2 separate regions of the Zea mays genome follow, and region 1 is linked to region 2. A link is a contact called in public Hi-C data. All regions are on one chromosome and are shown on one strand. The core of a region is the stretch at or near the end of the contact, and the rest is flanking DNA. Distances in the headings are between cores, read along the strand shown.

Region 1 (7,843 bases), core at 893-3,392, 65 kb before region 2:
GATTGCCTTTTTGAGCTATAATGTTCGTGATCTTTTCAAGAATGCAATTATGTATGCTGAAAGATTTGTCATCGTATACTTTGATACGAACAGGCCATCATATTCATATGTACAGGCGACATGTATCGTTTGGCATACGTATATGGAATTTTTTTATATCTATAATCTCAGTATCTAGTTGTCTCCCTGGCCAACAACCCTTCCAGTTGCATTATTATTACAGAGCTAGGACTTGAGGTTTCTATTCAGTATTGCTGTAGAGTTACAACTACTTGGTATCTGCATTATTTCTTCCCTCCTTTTTTCCTTTTTACCTTGCAAGTAACATAGGCACATGTCTGTTTTATTGGACGAAAAAAGGGCGCAAGTACGTCTTTGCTAATTAGATATTCCTTCGTGTAGAGGAAAAGAACATTGTTTTTTTTTGTTTGTTCTGAAATAAAAGAGTGTTTGAATACATGTGTAATCGTTTTGGGCTGATGTACATGCCATAGGAGTAATGCGTTGTGAGTACTTCTCACTTCACAGAAGAGTCAGTATGATACTGACTTTCTACAGCGTCAGCAGTTTGATCTGCCATCGGATATGGCTCATGAGTACATAGTCTATCGTCTTTTATTAGTTTTACCTTTCCTCTGTTTTTTTAGAAGAGTTTGAACATTACATGTCACTCTTAATGTGTTAACATGAGGCGGTGAACAGTTCCGTGCTTGCTTGTTTAATTCTTCGTTGTTTCTTCTCGTCATTGTAGACTCCGCATAATTACATAGGCCCATTTGAATAAACTGATCAAGCTTAACCACCGAATAAATCGCTGGTAATGGGGATATTCTCTGAAAATAAAATACTGGCATATTGAACAAACAGAGGACGTTCCGGAGCTACAATCATCAATCATGATCATGTGGTGCTCGTTGCCGTGCTGCTTTGCTTGCTCTGCTCAATGATTGTTGGGTTTCTGCCGAACTAACTAATCTATGATGCCCGTGTGAATGAGAGAAAAATGGATGGGTTTTGCTTGGCTTTTCGTGGCCCTTTTCTCTAACCCCGTCGAGCCTTCAAAAGTTGGACTCGACGAGGAATAACGAATGATTCAGACCGGTGTTAGGTCCCAACTCCTTGAGGCCTTGTTCGTTGTATAAATATTGAATTCTATTCTATTTAAATAAATTTAACTATTAGGGGTGTTGGAACTTGCTGACACTTGGTCGAGCAAATCCAAACAGTTGGAGAACATGGATGATTTGATGATTGTCAACGCGGTGTATTAGAGCAACAGTGTTTTTTCAGCCTCTCGTATTATGGTACAGTACGGGGATATTTATAGGTAACCAGAAACAGGGGGCGGTCTCACCTTGGTAAATACAATGATGCCCCTGGTTATCTACGTTATCCCTAAATATTCCCCTCCAAAGGATTACTGTAGGTCATTACAGTGTGATTAGGTACACCACAGATGAATACACCATTAACTCTACCTACACTATAGCTTACAAGTGGGACCAGGCGGCCCAAGACGGTTTTACACGGGCCCGCTTTGACAACAAAGCGCGGATAGCGATAGTGGACCCCGTGTTCCGTGCGCCGAGTCTTCGGAAGTCACTTGAGGCCTTCGCCATTCCTGGCCGCGCCGGGAACCGGCAGAGCCTTCGCCTTACTTGAACGCTCCCTCCATCTTAGGGCTTTCGCTTCTCTATAATGATTTATTCCTATTGTTATAAATGACCTGAGCGAGGGGTGGTCCGCCTTCGCCCAACAAGGGGTCCAATCTTCTTTAGATCTTATTCAGTTACATGAAGATCGGAGATAATTGAAGGAAATTAAATCTCTTTCTATTCAATTTTAAACAATAAGCCTTGTTTATGTGCATAAGTATCAGGTGTCAACTGCTATGCAAGCGTGCAATCTTATTTACAAGCGTGCAAGCGGTCGTTCTTGTGCCTTCGATGGTCATCAATGTTAAATTGTTTCTTTAGCACAAAGGCCCCTTCCACCATCGATGGTTGTTTCTCTATTAACCCCTTGCCCCTTTCTAATCTCATTTCTCCTTTTGCCCATCGCTTTCCTCATCGGTGACCTCCAAATCGTTGTCGCTCCCGGATGGGTCACGCCCTCCCCAACACGGCACCTCGCCGTTGCTCCTGGCCGGGCCGCGACCTCCCCAACTCGCCGCTGCTCCCAGCCTCCCGCTCCCACCTGCAGTAGTCTGTATGCATGAGATGTTCCGATGCTTGCCTTATGACAGTTAAAAGAGCATTGTTTCGGCCTTCTCACTAACACGACGGTTTGAACGCAGCAAATGACGTTTGCTGGGTGTCACAAAGGCATGGTTGTGCCCCTCATATAGTGCTGCAATTTCATACTTGCCTTCACTAGTACGTTTGACATATATATAAGCTTGACATCCACATCTAGTCTCTAATTCTACACATCTCATCAGCAGGATCATTGGGTTTAGTTTTCTTAACATAATATCCTTCTCTTGCACACAAAAACCGTTTCCACTGAACCACTCAATTGTCATCATACCTTTGTTGCTCGTTACGAATAGAGAAACCAATATTATGTGCATATTCCTTGTAAATGTCCTGCACAACATCCACATCATCAAATAGCATCCCTATCTGAAAAATGCATAATATTAGGATGACAAGTTGTCCCCAATTTGTCAATGTACGAATCAATATACAAAAATATATCACCTTAAGAATAATTCTATTTTTTCTTCTTCGGTGTTGTAAATGCATCACTCTTAATAGTTCCTTGTAAATATATCACCAGACAAATGTCTACTCAATTTCCTGATGTGCCACCTTGCCAAAACAAATCCACTAACATGCCTTTTTGTTTTATAAAATAAAATAAAATAAAAAATCCCAAACTACTACACTAAATTTGGCATATATCCAACATAACCTTATAAACTAATATTTGACCAGTTTACCCCTGGTAACTATTTCAGTTGGTTTAATTGATTTATTAACAAGATTTACTTTTTCCATGTATGTTCAACTTTATTTAAATTTTAAAATTTTGTGCCATATATTTATACCATTATTTTGAAAATTTAGGCCATCTAATATTAAATTAACATTGGAATACAAAATTATATGCAACTTAAGATAAAAAATCCTTTTCTAAAAATATTATATGGTCTCTCCTATTACCTCAGAAAAATATAAATATAAATTTCAATTTGTACATGGAGAAATTTAAAAGACTCGCTAAAATAATATCTACTCCTTTAAAGCAGAATTTCGTACGCCACACACGAAGCACGTAGAGTATATGTGTTTTTCTCCCGCACGTCTTGTTTAACAATCAAGTCGTTACCTTCCAGGTAGGCCATGAGAAAACACCCAAGCAATAACATGATATAAAGCCATGTGCAACGTAACACTCCTAAATAGTAGCACCTATGCAAGCAGACGCGGCCGACGAGGAAGGACCAACGGCGAGGTCGAGCGACAATAGAGGTCTAATCGACGATGGAGGTCCAATAGAGAGTCGTGCAACGGTAGATGCCGGATAGCGGGGGCACGATGCCAGCAGCAGATGGCGAGGTTGTGTGGGCGACAGTAGATTATGTTTCTCGGGACCCCAAAAAATCTCCTTTTGTAGCTACAGATGAGAGAGTTTCAAGAGCTATGAAAAAGCTGGGAGTCCTTTAGGGGAAATGTTTGAGACACTTTTTTTTGTTTTCCCCAAAAAACATGATTTAGGGAGGCTTTTGATAAGCTCTTAGCGATGTTTTGTAACCAAACGGAGCCATAGAGCAACTACAAAAGTTCTCTAAAAAAGCTTCCTAAACTCATGTTTAGGAAGTTGCTAAAGCTATTGAGAGTAAAAATAGCTCGGCCTCCAAAAGTTCGCAATATTTAGAAAGTAGTTTGATTTTGAATCTAGTTTTCGAAAGCCTGCTTGAAAATAGCCTTTGGTTGTACTAGGACCTGTGGATGTCACCTAAACGGGGTGAATAGGCGAATGTAAAAATTCAAACTCTAAAGAACTTTCTTACTCTACATGAAGCATTGATTGCAGCGGAATAAAACTAAGTCGAGTAGATCACAGTGAAATAGAGTCCTTGTCTCAAAAGATCCTGCACATCACAAATAGTTTATACCAAAGATAAGTAGAGAAGTGCAAATAAGAAAGTAAAGCAAGAGACAAGAGACAACGATTTTTCTCGTGGTTCGGCTAAGCCTAAAATATTTGCCTACATCCACGTTGGAGTTAGCCAACCTAACTTGGAGTCTAGTTACAGTTGTTTGCTCACTTCTTGATTGCTCCAGGAATGTGCTTCTCTTGATGGAGCTTGGTGCACGCTACAGTTTCTCCCTTCTCAAGCTTCTTCAGCGTACGTCCATTGATATCCTAAGTAGGTCGAGCATGACACTTTCTCCGTAGTTTTTTCACAATCATTCTAAGCTTTTCGACTTCTCCCATTAGCTTCTGTCAGTGGTGGATCCAGGATGAAATCTAAGAGGGGCTGCTAGCCTACTAAGATAAGGCTAAAAAATTTAGACAAAACTAAGTGATCTAACTAATATAGACCAAGTAAGTCAGTACGACTTAAAACATACTGCTTATGATTTGGGTTAGTGAAAGGGAAATGACCTTAAACCATTTCTTATATTGATTTTGGTGCTTAATGACCATCACAATCTTATGGGCTAACTAGTCTGCTAGAATTTGATTCACGGGTTCATAAGTTCAACAATTTAAGTTTCTAAGTCATAACCAGCTCAGATTCATCAACATAGGGGTAAAACACTGAATATGTGGCAGAACCGTCCAGATTATTCCAACTTAAGTGTTCAAGCATCGCCCAGAAGGCAACTATACACTTAAATCGGAATAAACTTTCAGTCCGTCAGATCAAGTCCGATTAACCACTTGACAAGGATTGAGTACCATTTTCTCACACAAAGGTGAGACACAAAGATTAACAATAAAGCATGAAACGACAAATTAAAAGTAATTGAATATTACATCATTCAGAGTTTTGATAAAAAGGAAATATTGTTCTCAACTTTGCAGCACATAATAATTAATGTCGATAAGTAGGGAGTAGGGCAAGGCCTGGCCCACTACTACTCTTGGTCCTCTCCTGCCGATGCGGCATCCCACTCAACCGTCCAACCCGGTGGCAGGGTGGCTGGTCAAGTCACAGCATCAACCATGTCTTGCAACAAACCTTTAAAAATTCTGCCACAAGCAAGACTGAGTATACTAATACCAACTAGACTTATTCTGTGTGAGGAGCCTACTCCTCTACCTTTAGACCATACAGTTGTTTGGTTGAGGGATTTGGTTTGCCAAAAAGCACTAGCTGAGTCTAAATTAAATTTTAGCTTTTCAAGTTCTATAGTATTTATTTGCTAAGTTTGCTTCCTTCTAAGCATACATGGTAACAAACAATTAATGCAATCAACACTTTGTCTCAAGAAACCTCATTACACTTCTTACTCGATTTAGCAGCATGGATCAAGCAGTCTCATTAGCAGCGAGAAGCAGACGATTCAAATCGAGTTTTAACCTTGCAAGGTAAACCTAAACATATGACATGTAGGGGCACTCTGTCCCCACACAAGTCAATCGTCCCCATCGATCCCCCGTTCGCGGCCAGGGCCCACCGCCTTGGCGTGCAATGCCCACTGACCCTGGCTGCCGTCGTGTAGTGACTGCACTTGCACCCACCATATCTAGCATTGGAGACCATGTCTCAGGACAAGTGAGGGGGAAGTCCGCGTCCGACTTCACTCAGGTACTAGGCTTACCGGTTACCATATTTCCCGACATGTGTTTAGTACGTTCAATCGCTTGACTCACGGTACCACACATTAATCGTTAATTCCATTTTCGTCTCATAGACAGGGCATCCACCTAGGATCTATGTCCATAGACCATCATAGTTCCCATTATCAAGATGAATACAATCAATTCCTGACCTCGCGCGAGTGCTAGAAAAACCACTCGACTTCTACCGATATCCTTTAAATTAGCAAGCCAATACTCGACCTAGCATACTAGTATTCATCTCATAAAAGAAATTCCTAAGTTCATGCAACTATGGTTTCAATCAATTCCTACACTTAAGTGCACAGTACAAACTTACAAACAATAGTTGCAGTAAAATAGCATATTAAAGGTTATGCATAAAACTGGGGCTTGCCTTCAGATACTGGTGCAGCGGGGAGTTCCTCGATGACAGGCTCGGGAGCTCGCTCCTGGGCTTCTCCTTGCTCAGTTCCTTGCACCAAATTCAACACGTACTCTCCGTCCGCAAGGTTGCAATCTAACGAATTAAATGCATAAGAAATATATATATATATATATACACACTTATATGTATGCTATGATAAACAACTTATTATGATAGTTAGTAACACTAAATTCTTCTTGCTGGGGCTATAAATCCTTTCTTGTTAACTTGTGGGAAATGGTATTTAGTTAGATTTAAATTAAGAATAGATGATTAACTTGGTTAATTTCAGCAAAGTTTTTAGATATGCTTTATGTTACTGTTGGTCTCTTTCAAGTTTAAGGATTATCTTTTTTATTTCCTCTTTTCTCTATCTTAAATAAGCTTTTAATGGTGAGTTGAACTACACCTCTGTTCTAGAATTTTCCAAAAATTCGACAAAGGTTACAGTGGCTTCTTATTGACTTATTTAAGTTGTCCTATGAATTTGGGGTTCAGAGAAAGTGTGGTATGCCTTGGACAAAAATGACAAGGGCTAGGACAGAGAGGGGACTTTGAACTACACCTCTTATGTAGAAGTGGCTTCTACCCTAAGGCTTATTTTTACTAGTGTCTATGTGCAATAACATGCCTCTGTGCCAAGTTTCACTTAAGGAAACCTAGTAGATATTTAATGGTGATTTCCTAAAGTTCGAGGGCTAGAAGGTGCTTATAACTAACTTTATTTTTGAAAAATGTCAAACAACAAATTTCTCAATTTTACTAGATTCTTCTTTGTGCAAGAGCAATCATTCCTAAGGTTAGGAATTTTTCTCTATTAGGAAAGTTTCTAAAAATTCCTAAAGTTTTCTATAAACTTCTAGAACTATATCTTTTTATATTTTGCCCTAAAAGTATATCACTTAAATGTTCTAGGAAAAATAGTTTTTCTTACAGTTTTCTATCTTTAGTTCCCATTTTCATTTTCTAAAGAAAATTGCAGAATCTTAAATCTACTTGTACACCCTACTTAACTTGGTGATCTCAGGTGTATTTTTTGTAGTGGTCTACTATTGGATAAGCATCTACCATGATTTTCTTAGCCCTAGTGCAGATGTCCTATTATTTTTACTATTATTACCACTTATTTATCCAAAACCTAAATTAAAGAATAAAATCCATAAACAGTACTGGACTAGGGGTTTTCTATTTTTGTTCTAAAGTCCAACTCAGATAAGGTCCAACAAAATTTGTTTGACCAAAATTGGATGCTTAATTCACAAGTTATGAATTTTTGAAGCTATTTGCTGGATTAATAAAGGATTTAGTTTAAAGGAAAATGGGAAACTTGGTTTGTAATTGGGCCCCTGGTTATCTCTTCTCTCTCCTTTCACACATAAACCCTCAGTGTACTATTCAACTGGGTCGCTGACCTTGCAAAACACCCCTTGGCATTTTGATTTATCTAACCCACCGCCCTTAAGGTCACCGGAACAGTTACAGGAGGAAATAAAGTCACGACGAGGTTTACCGGCGGTGGTAGAGCTCTGGCGGGGTGGTTAGTGAGGTCGGGGAGACTTCAACGATCACATAATGGTCGAATCACAGCCGGTGGTGGTTGGAGCTGCTCGGTCCCTGTGCGCAAGCGACGGTGATTGG
Region 2 (7,072 bases), core at 1,897-4,396:
GCCACATTAATGTGGAGGTTTGCTCAAGCATTAAGGCTGTGAAGTATATATACAAGTACATTCATAAGGGTCATGATAGGGCATCTGTCACTGTGATCGACGTTGATGGTGGTCAAAGTATTAACGAGATTGAGAACTTCAGAGATGCCAGATGGGTATCACCACAAGAGGCTTTATGGAGAATATATAGTTTCGATCTGCATGGTATATCTCCCCCAGTTCTGCAACTACAGCTCCACTTGCCTGGCATGCATCTTGTTAGTTACAATATAAATGATGATATGCGTCAGGTCTTAAACAAGGATAACATTGACAAATCGATGTTAACTGAGTACTTTAGAGCAAATCAGTTGTTTGATTGGGCATCAAACTACTTATATAGGGAGTTCCCCGAGGTGGCAAGGTGGTGGCCAGGTGCAAAGAAATGGACAGCGCGTCAACAACGTATGCAAGTTGGAAGAATAGTCTCGGCACACCCAGCAGAGGGAGAACGTTATTATCTAAGGGTGCTACTTAATCACGTGAGGGGTGCTACCTCATTTGAAAGTCTAAGGACATACGACGGTAATGTATATCCAACTTTTCGTGAAGCTACCGAAAAAAGGGGTCTTATTGAGGCAGACAACAACATCGATGAGTGCTTAACTGAGGCGTCAGGATTTCATATGCCACCTTCTCTTAGAAGGCTATTTGCGACGATCCTGGTTTTCTGTGAGCCTACTGATGTGGTTGGTCTGTGGAACAAACATTTGGAGGCAATGTCTGATGACTTCTGTCGAACCCATAGTAACTCAAATGTGGTCGAGCAGTTAGTGTTGTTGGATATTAGAGATATGCTTCAAACAATGGGTAAGGACATCAGGTTATTCCCTCTACCTGCAATAAAGGACGAGCACGACAATATGGCAGATGTTGTTAGAGAGATATTTGAAGAGATGAATATTCCAGAAGACCCTGAGGCTGAATTTGTGGTTTCATCTCTCAACCATGAGCAGAGACACGCTTACGACGTGATATTATCATCGGTGGAGAATATTAGTGGAGGTGTCTTCTTTGTGGATGGTCCAGGAGGAACAGGCAAGACATTTCTGTACAAAGCTTTGCTGGCAACTGTTCGGCGCTCTGGAAAGATAGCTACTGCTACTGCGACGTCAGGAGTAGCGGCATCTATTATGCCTGGTGGTAGGACCGCACATTCAAGATTGTGGAACTCAAGATTAAACACAAAGAAAGGACATCAAGAGACTAACCATCTTGCAGATGAAGATGGAGGAAGTTCATGTGATGTTGAGATAATCAAGACTCCTTGTGAGTTACCTATATCGTTAAATGCATCATCCCAGGTTCAACCATTTATATCGTCATGTGCTCTGCCCGCTACATTAACATCAACAAACACACAAGAACTGATGAGTGCATTATGCACATACATCATGGAGATAGACGACGCCGAATATTTGGAGTAAGTTAATGTTTTTTATAGATATGATAAATATTCAACATCTATGATCTTTCTTTAACTATGAAAACAAATATTTATTTAATAGGAAACATTGGATTCAGAGCACCAAGCCTTATCCAATTTCTTTAAGTCTTCAACAGCTTAAAAATATATTGGATGTAAATAAACCGATGGATAAGGATTGCTTCAACATAGCTGTTCGGATGATCGCATGCAGTGATGCCTTGTTCTTGTTGGAAAACAAATACCACTACATGGATCTACAGTTCTGTGTATGTTGATTAGTGATTAAACTGTTTTCATATAAATATGATCATTATATTACTATATTTTACTAACATGGTAATAAACAGTCCATAACTAATTATGGTCAAGACCCTCGCCTTCGTGCAAAGCTAGATACCAATGTATTGGCGAATTTATTTGAATGTTGGCCTGACATGGAGTATACTATTTCAGATTGCAGCCAAGTAAGCTATTACTCCTTTATATTTTTTGTAATCTTTAATTTTGTTCTCTTAAGATGTTTGTTTAACTTGCAGATTCTATTGCCCTTTTGTTTCTTGGGTCACTTCAGTTTATATGTATTTAACATGAACACCAGAAGCATCTATATAATGGACTCCATGCCTCTACCATCATGGTTTAAGGGTAACGATCCAAGCATGCATTATATTCACAAAATACATAATATTGCCAATAATATGAATGTTGCCATGAAATTGGCTAATCCTACATGGAAAGACGATATTTATATGTGGCGTCGTATAGTACCATCATGGGTTCCAAAAACATTAAACTGGTAATTTCTTATACCTTGAAGACAACTAAATAATTTTGGCTATATATACACGTAAGAACGAGTTATTTTAATTTGTAGGGATTTATCAGGCTTTCTTGTTATCAACTTTATGCACTCGTGGAATGGTAAAAGGTTACCCTGCATTTCCACTGTGAGTAACTGTGTAGTTCTAATTCTTGGTCAATATCATTTTTTATAACTAATTGTCTTTACTGAATTTAATGTTGTCTTATATCGAATGTACAGACTTCAAGTGTACTGAGGACCAAATTCTTGGTAGAGTTGATGAAGTACCAGGACAATGAATGTAATGACAATATTCCAGAAGAAATACAAAAGATTATTAAGCGCATCAGTGTTTAGTTGGCTTTAGATATATGTGATTTTATTTGTAAATACTCGAGTTTATGATAAAAACAAAGATTTAGAATTTTTCTCACTTGTTATTCCTGTCCTTTTAGTATGAATTTTAATGTATATTCACGTTTGATTGTAAATTGATTTGTATATTTTATAAGATTGTGGTCCATAATATGTTACTTGTTTTTATGTAATCATTGTGCATGAATAATTTGTGTGCCGTCGCAACGCACGGGCACTTGACTAGTATATATATATATGTGTACAATTCATATTCAATATTATAAACACCTAAGCATGATGTTCTACTAGTTAGATAGCTTCACCCAGTGTCTTCCACCCTTCTTACATTATGGTGTGGGTTTAAACCCCTACTTCTGTACCGCTTTTTAATATTTTACGCTGAGTTGATTTAGAAGAAATGTAGTGACTTTTTAATAAAAATGATATAGAGTAGAGAAATAGCTCTCTGCTTGAATTTTAACACCAAATCGAGTTGACCGGCGGAAGAAAGAGTTGGCCTCCACCGTCAAGTCACCAACCACCCAGAGACTCACCAGTCACCACCCCAGGCCAGCCGCCACGTTTAGCCGGGCTAAACAAACACGGGCGCACAATCGGAACTCGCTGCACTGCTTGGAATCCAACGAGCCAATCATTCAAATCCTCCCCGGAACCGCGTTGAGCAGGGCACGGTCGATTGGATCTAGGGTGAGGGTCCGTCGCCGAAGAAACTCGCAGGCGGTCACGAGGAGGCGGCGGGGGAGGGCGGGGGAGATGGCCTCGGAGGAGATGACGGCGACGGAGGTGGCTGCGCTGCTGGACTTGAAGCCGCACCCGGAGGGCGGCTTCTACACCGAGACCTTCCGCGACGGCTCCATCACGCTCACCACGTCCCAGCTCCCGCCCCACTGTACGTATATGCGCGATTCGCCCTTATGACCGTATCGTTTGATTACTGCGCAGGGAAGTGTTGGTTGTACTTTAATTTCTCGACGCATGAGTTATTATTGCACAGGCTAGTGTGCGACCCGATCGGATTGAGATGAGATATCTCTCGTCTTCGGCTTGCGCTCGCGTATTTGATACTACTATTTGACCGTGTTTTGACTAATTAATGCGGTTCTTCAAACTAGGAATTCCTGGTAGATAAGTCTGTTAATATGTGCGAAATTTGTGTGTGAAGGCAAATCAGTTTGGTTTATTTTTCTAGAAAAGAGGCTCCCATGCCTAATTCAGTTGAACAAAACAGTAAGTTCGCGTCTAGTGTCGCTCTCAAGAGGTAAAACTGGCACTGTGGCACACTAATAGCCAACAGGTTTAGTCCTGCAAGAACCGAAGCATACTTGTAAAGCGACCCTATCAGACTGATGTGCCTTCTCTGCGCGTGTAGCTCCCCTTGTTCTACTGCCTTTCCTACAGCTGAGACCGGGTCTGATATTTCCAGTTGTGCTCTTGCTTTGTCGTCCACACCAAAAACTATACCATGCACTCGAGGACAATCCTGTTCCCTGCATCTTCTCAGTCTTCGTATCATTCATGTAATCTTCATCAGCAGATGACAAGGTTATTAAGGCGTTAAGGCGAGACATGGCGACCCACCCTCTTCCAAACGCCTAGGCGAGTTAGGTGTGCGGCGAGGCGACGCCATACGAGCATCGCCTAGGCGAGGATATGTAAAAAAAAACCTAACAATCTAACACTTGCAATAGCAAAAAAATTGGTAAGGTTAGAGAATACAAGCCTTTTTGTTGTCCATCCTTGGTATGTACTATGCACTTCTCTTTTCCTATTTGTTGTTCTTGTAGCATCCATGATCCATCTCTCTTGCAATTAAGATGTAGCTTGTCATCAATGTGTAATGAAGATAAATTTGTTTTGCTATGTAAATATGGTTATCTTATCGAAGATCCAACCTCTCTTCTTTTCTTTCAAGCTGCAACTGCAAGCTACATTAACATATGAATATTTACATAGACACAACCATAAAGCATAGCACACAAGCACTGCCTGACTTTAGTTGTATAGAGCAGTGGGCACTCGAGTCAAGAGGTGGTACCTGTCGGGTTGTCACTGTGAGTTGAAGCCGGCGTGGAGGGACCGAGGGAGGGAGGTGGAAGAAGCGTAGGCCAGGAAGGAGCGCTACCGCAGGGGGAAGAAGAAGCTCAGATCGGCGGGCGGAGATCAGAGATGCAGATGCAGGCCGACCGGCGGAGCTCGGAGATGCAGTGCAGGCTGACGGGCGGTGCTCGAAGATGCGCTCAGCTCGGCCGGCGTGCGGCGCTAGAAGATGCAGTGCAGGCCGGTGGGTGGCGCTCGAAGATGCGCTCAGCTCGCGCGCGCTCGCACTCAGCTCCTTCCCGCACGCTCGTGCTCACCCCTTCCCCGCGCGGTATTTTATTTCCCGCTCGTATGCCGCTTCTGCTCAGCTCTTTCCCGCTCGTCTGCCGCTTCCGCGCGCGCGTAGACACGGCGTCCGCCTTGCTCGACCAGACGCCATGGCTACGCCTTCCCAGCTGCGGCGACGCCAGACGAGCAGAGGGTGCAGCAGCCACGACGCCGCAGTCTGCACAGCGCCGCGACGCCAAGGCGACGACTAGGCGACCTTGGTAGATGAGTGGGATATGGGAAAAGGATAAACCAAGGCAAGCCTTCCCCTTTCGAACCCGCGATCTAACAACTCAGTGAGATAGCTATCACCATTATTTCAGGCATGTCCTTCTAGCACTTTTCCTTCATTGTTCCCAATAATATCGTAAAAAAAGTTGGAACTGGATTGGAACGTCAAGTTCTAGATTTGAGGTTTTCCGTTATAGCCGAATAAGAAAGTACACGCTATTTCTTAGTTTCCATATTCTCTAGAGTTGCTGCACAAAACCTGTTCAAAATAGCATTTTGTTGATTACTAACCAGTGGCAGATGCAGGGCGAGAATTCACAGGGGGGCCAAAAAATTGTATGATAAAATTAAGAAAGCCCGTAAAAAACTAGTTATACGTAGAATTCAAGTTTCATATCAATATACGATACAAGTTCAAAGAAGAAAACTGTATGAAGAAAAAGAAGCAAGCTTAATTTTTTGTTAACCAAATCAAAACTATATGTACCCTTGTCGAATGTCGATCTGTAGATCTTCTCGAAGGGTGGGGCCATCAGGAAGGAGGCGGGGTCAGGCTCAGGCGACCTCTCCGACAGAGAGTCAACGCTCGCTGGTTTGCTAAGCTCATCGTCTGTCGGCGATGTGTCGCATCTTCATGACGAGCGAGATCAGGCTTGCTGGACGGGCTGGCGTTGCAACAAGGACGAGCAGGGTGGAGGCGTCAAGAAGGGGTCAGGGTTGGACAACAACACACATCGGGAAGGTGACAACGACGGGCAGCGTCGGGAACAGGGTATCGGGGCAAATTAGTTTGGGTGACGTTGAGAAGAATGAGATTGAACATTCGAACTGATAGATGCAAGAACTGGATCAAGAAAGAGAACGAGTGGACCGATCCGACTAAGGTCTAGCACAGAACTGGTTTGGTCTACCTAAAACTTTTATTTTTTTATATACTTAACAGTAAATGAACATGGGGTATATGAGGTACTAAAAATTGAGGGGGGCCACGGCCCCCTTTGCCCCCCATGTGGATCCGCCCCTGTTACTAACCTACCGCCTTGCCACTGATTCAAAGTTATCTTCTGCCTGTTTACCACTTATCAACATAACCTTATAAACTAATATTTGATCAGTTTACTCATTTAACTATTTCAGTTGGTCTAATTGATTTCTTGACAAGATTTACCTTTTTTCCTATTATGGTCAACTTTATTTAAATTTTAAAATTTTGCGAGGTGATAGTTGATACTAAATTATGTTAAATAATATGCCATAAGTTTATATCATTATTTGACAAGTTAGGCCATCTAATATTAAACTGACATTAGAATACATAATTATATGTAACATAATATAAAATATCCAAAATATATATATTTTTAAATAGTATATTACCTCAGAAAAAGTAAAATAAAAATATCAATTTGTACATGGAGAAATTAAATAGTATATGATGGTTGTCGGTGTTTTGGGTCCGACCGCACACCCGGGGTTGCCCCTCAAGGTGTTTTTTAGGAGTAGGACGATGTCGCCGACTGTAGCTCGATGGTTCGTGCAGAGCGCACGAGAAACTGTGAACAATGATGTACAGGTTCGGGCTGCTTAGAGATGCGTAACACCCTACGTCCTGGCGGGAATGTTTTATATGGCGGATTACAAGGGAACTCTCTAGTATAAGGAACGTAGAGAGTTGAGGTGGATGGCTGAGTAGTCAGATTGATCCTCTGAAGGGGTGCCCCCTAGGCCTTATATATTCGACCGTGGGGCTTTACATGCGGATATGATAATAGTATGCGCCTAAATGATAGTGAACCAATTGAGCCTATCTCCCTATAGTTCCGCCGACC

Evidence for each region. A called contact is a pair of places that touch in the nucleus more often than the background predicts.
Region 1: a Hi-C map of leaf shows a contact between it and region 2, with 2.4 times the contacts expected there. The contact joins the enhancer-like site here to the promoter of LOC100382548 in region 2. A contact is called at or near these places in 3 of 25 Hi-C or Micro-C datasets (all in leaf).

What each region holds. Positions count from the first base shown.
Region 1 is chr1:213,371,315-213,379,157 of Zm-B73-REFERENCE-NAM-5.0, reverse strand. It overlaps a transcript of LOC100279383 not described here. Among protein-coding and RNA genes, the nearest start is that of LOC100279383, 7.4 kb to the left of the region's middle. Within about 2 kb of position 2,142, at least 9 of the 20 cell types and tissues checked have an H3K27ac peak or open chromatin away from gene starts, as enhancers often do. A contact at or near this core is called in leaf, where this site is marked.
Region 2 is chr1:213,307,753-213,314,824 of Zm-B73-REFERENCE-NAM-5.0, reverse strand. LOC100382548 reads left to right here and starts at 3,146. Exons shown (of 3, transcript NM_001175282.2): 1 at 3,146-3,537. The coding sequence starts at 3,402. It overlaps LOC111589969, which reads left to right and starts at 1,270. Exons shown (of 5, transcript XM_023300895.1): 1 at 1,270-1,462; 2 at 1,548-1,932; 3 at 2,005-2,264; 4 at 2,343-2,415; 5 at 2,511-2,627. The coding sequence starts at 1,903. The coding sequence ends at 2,627.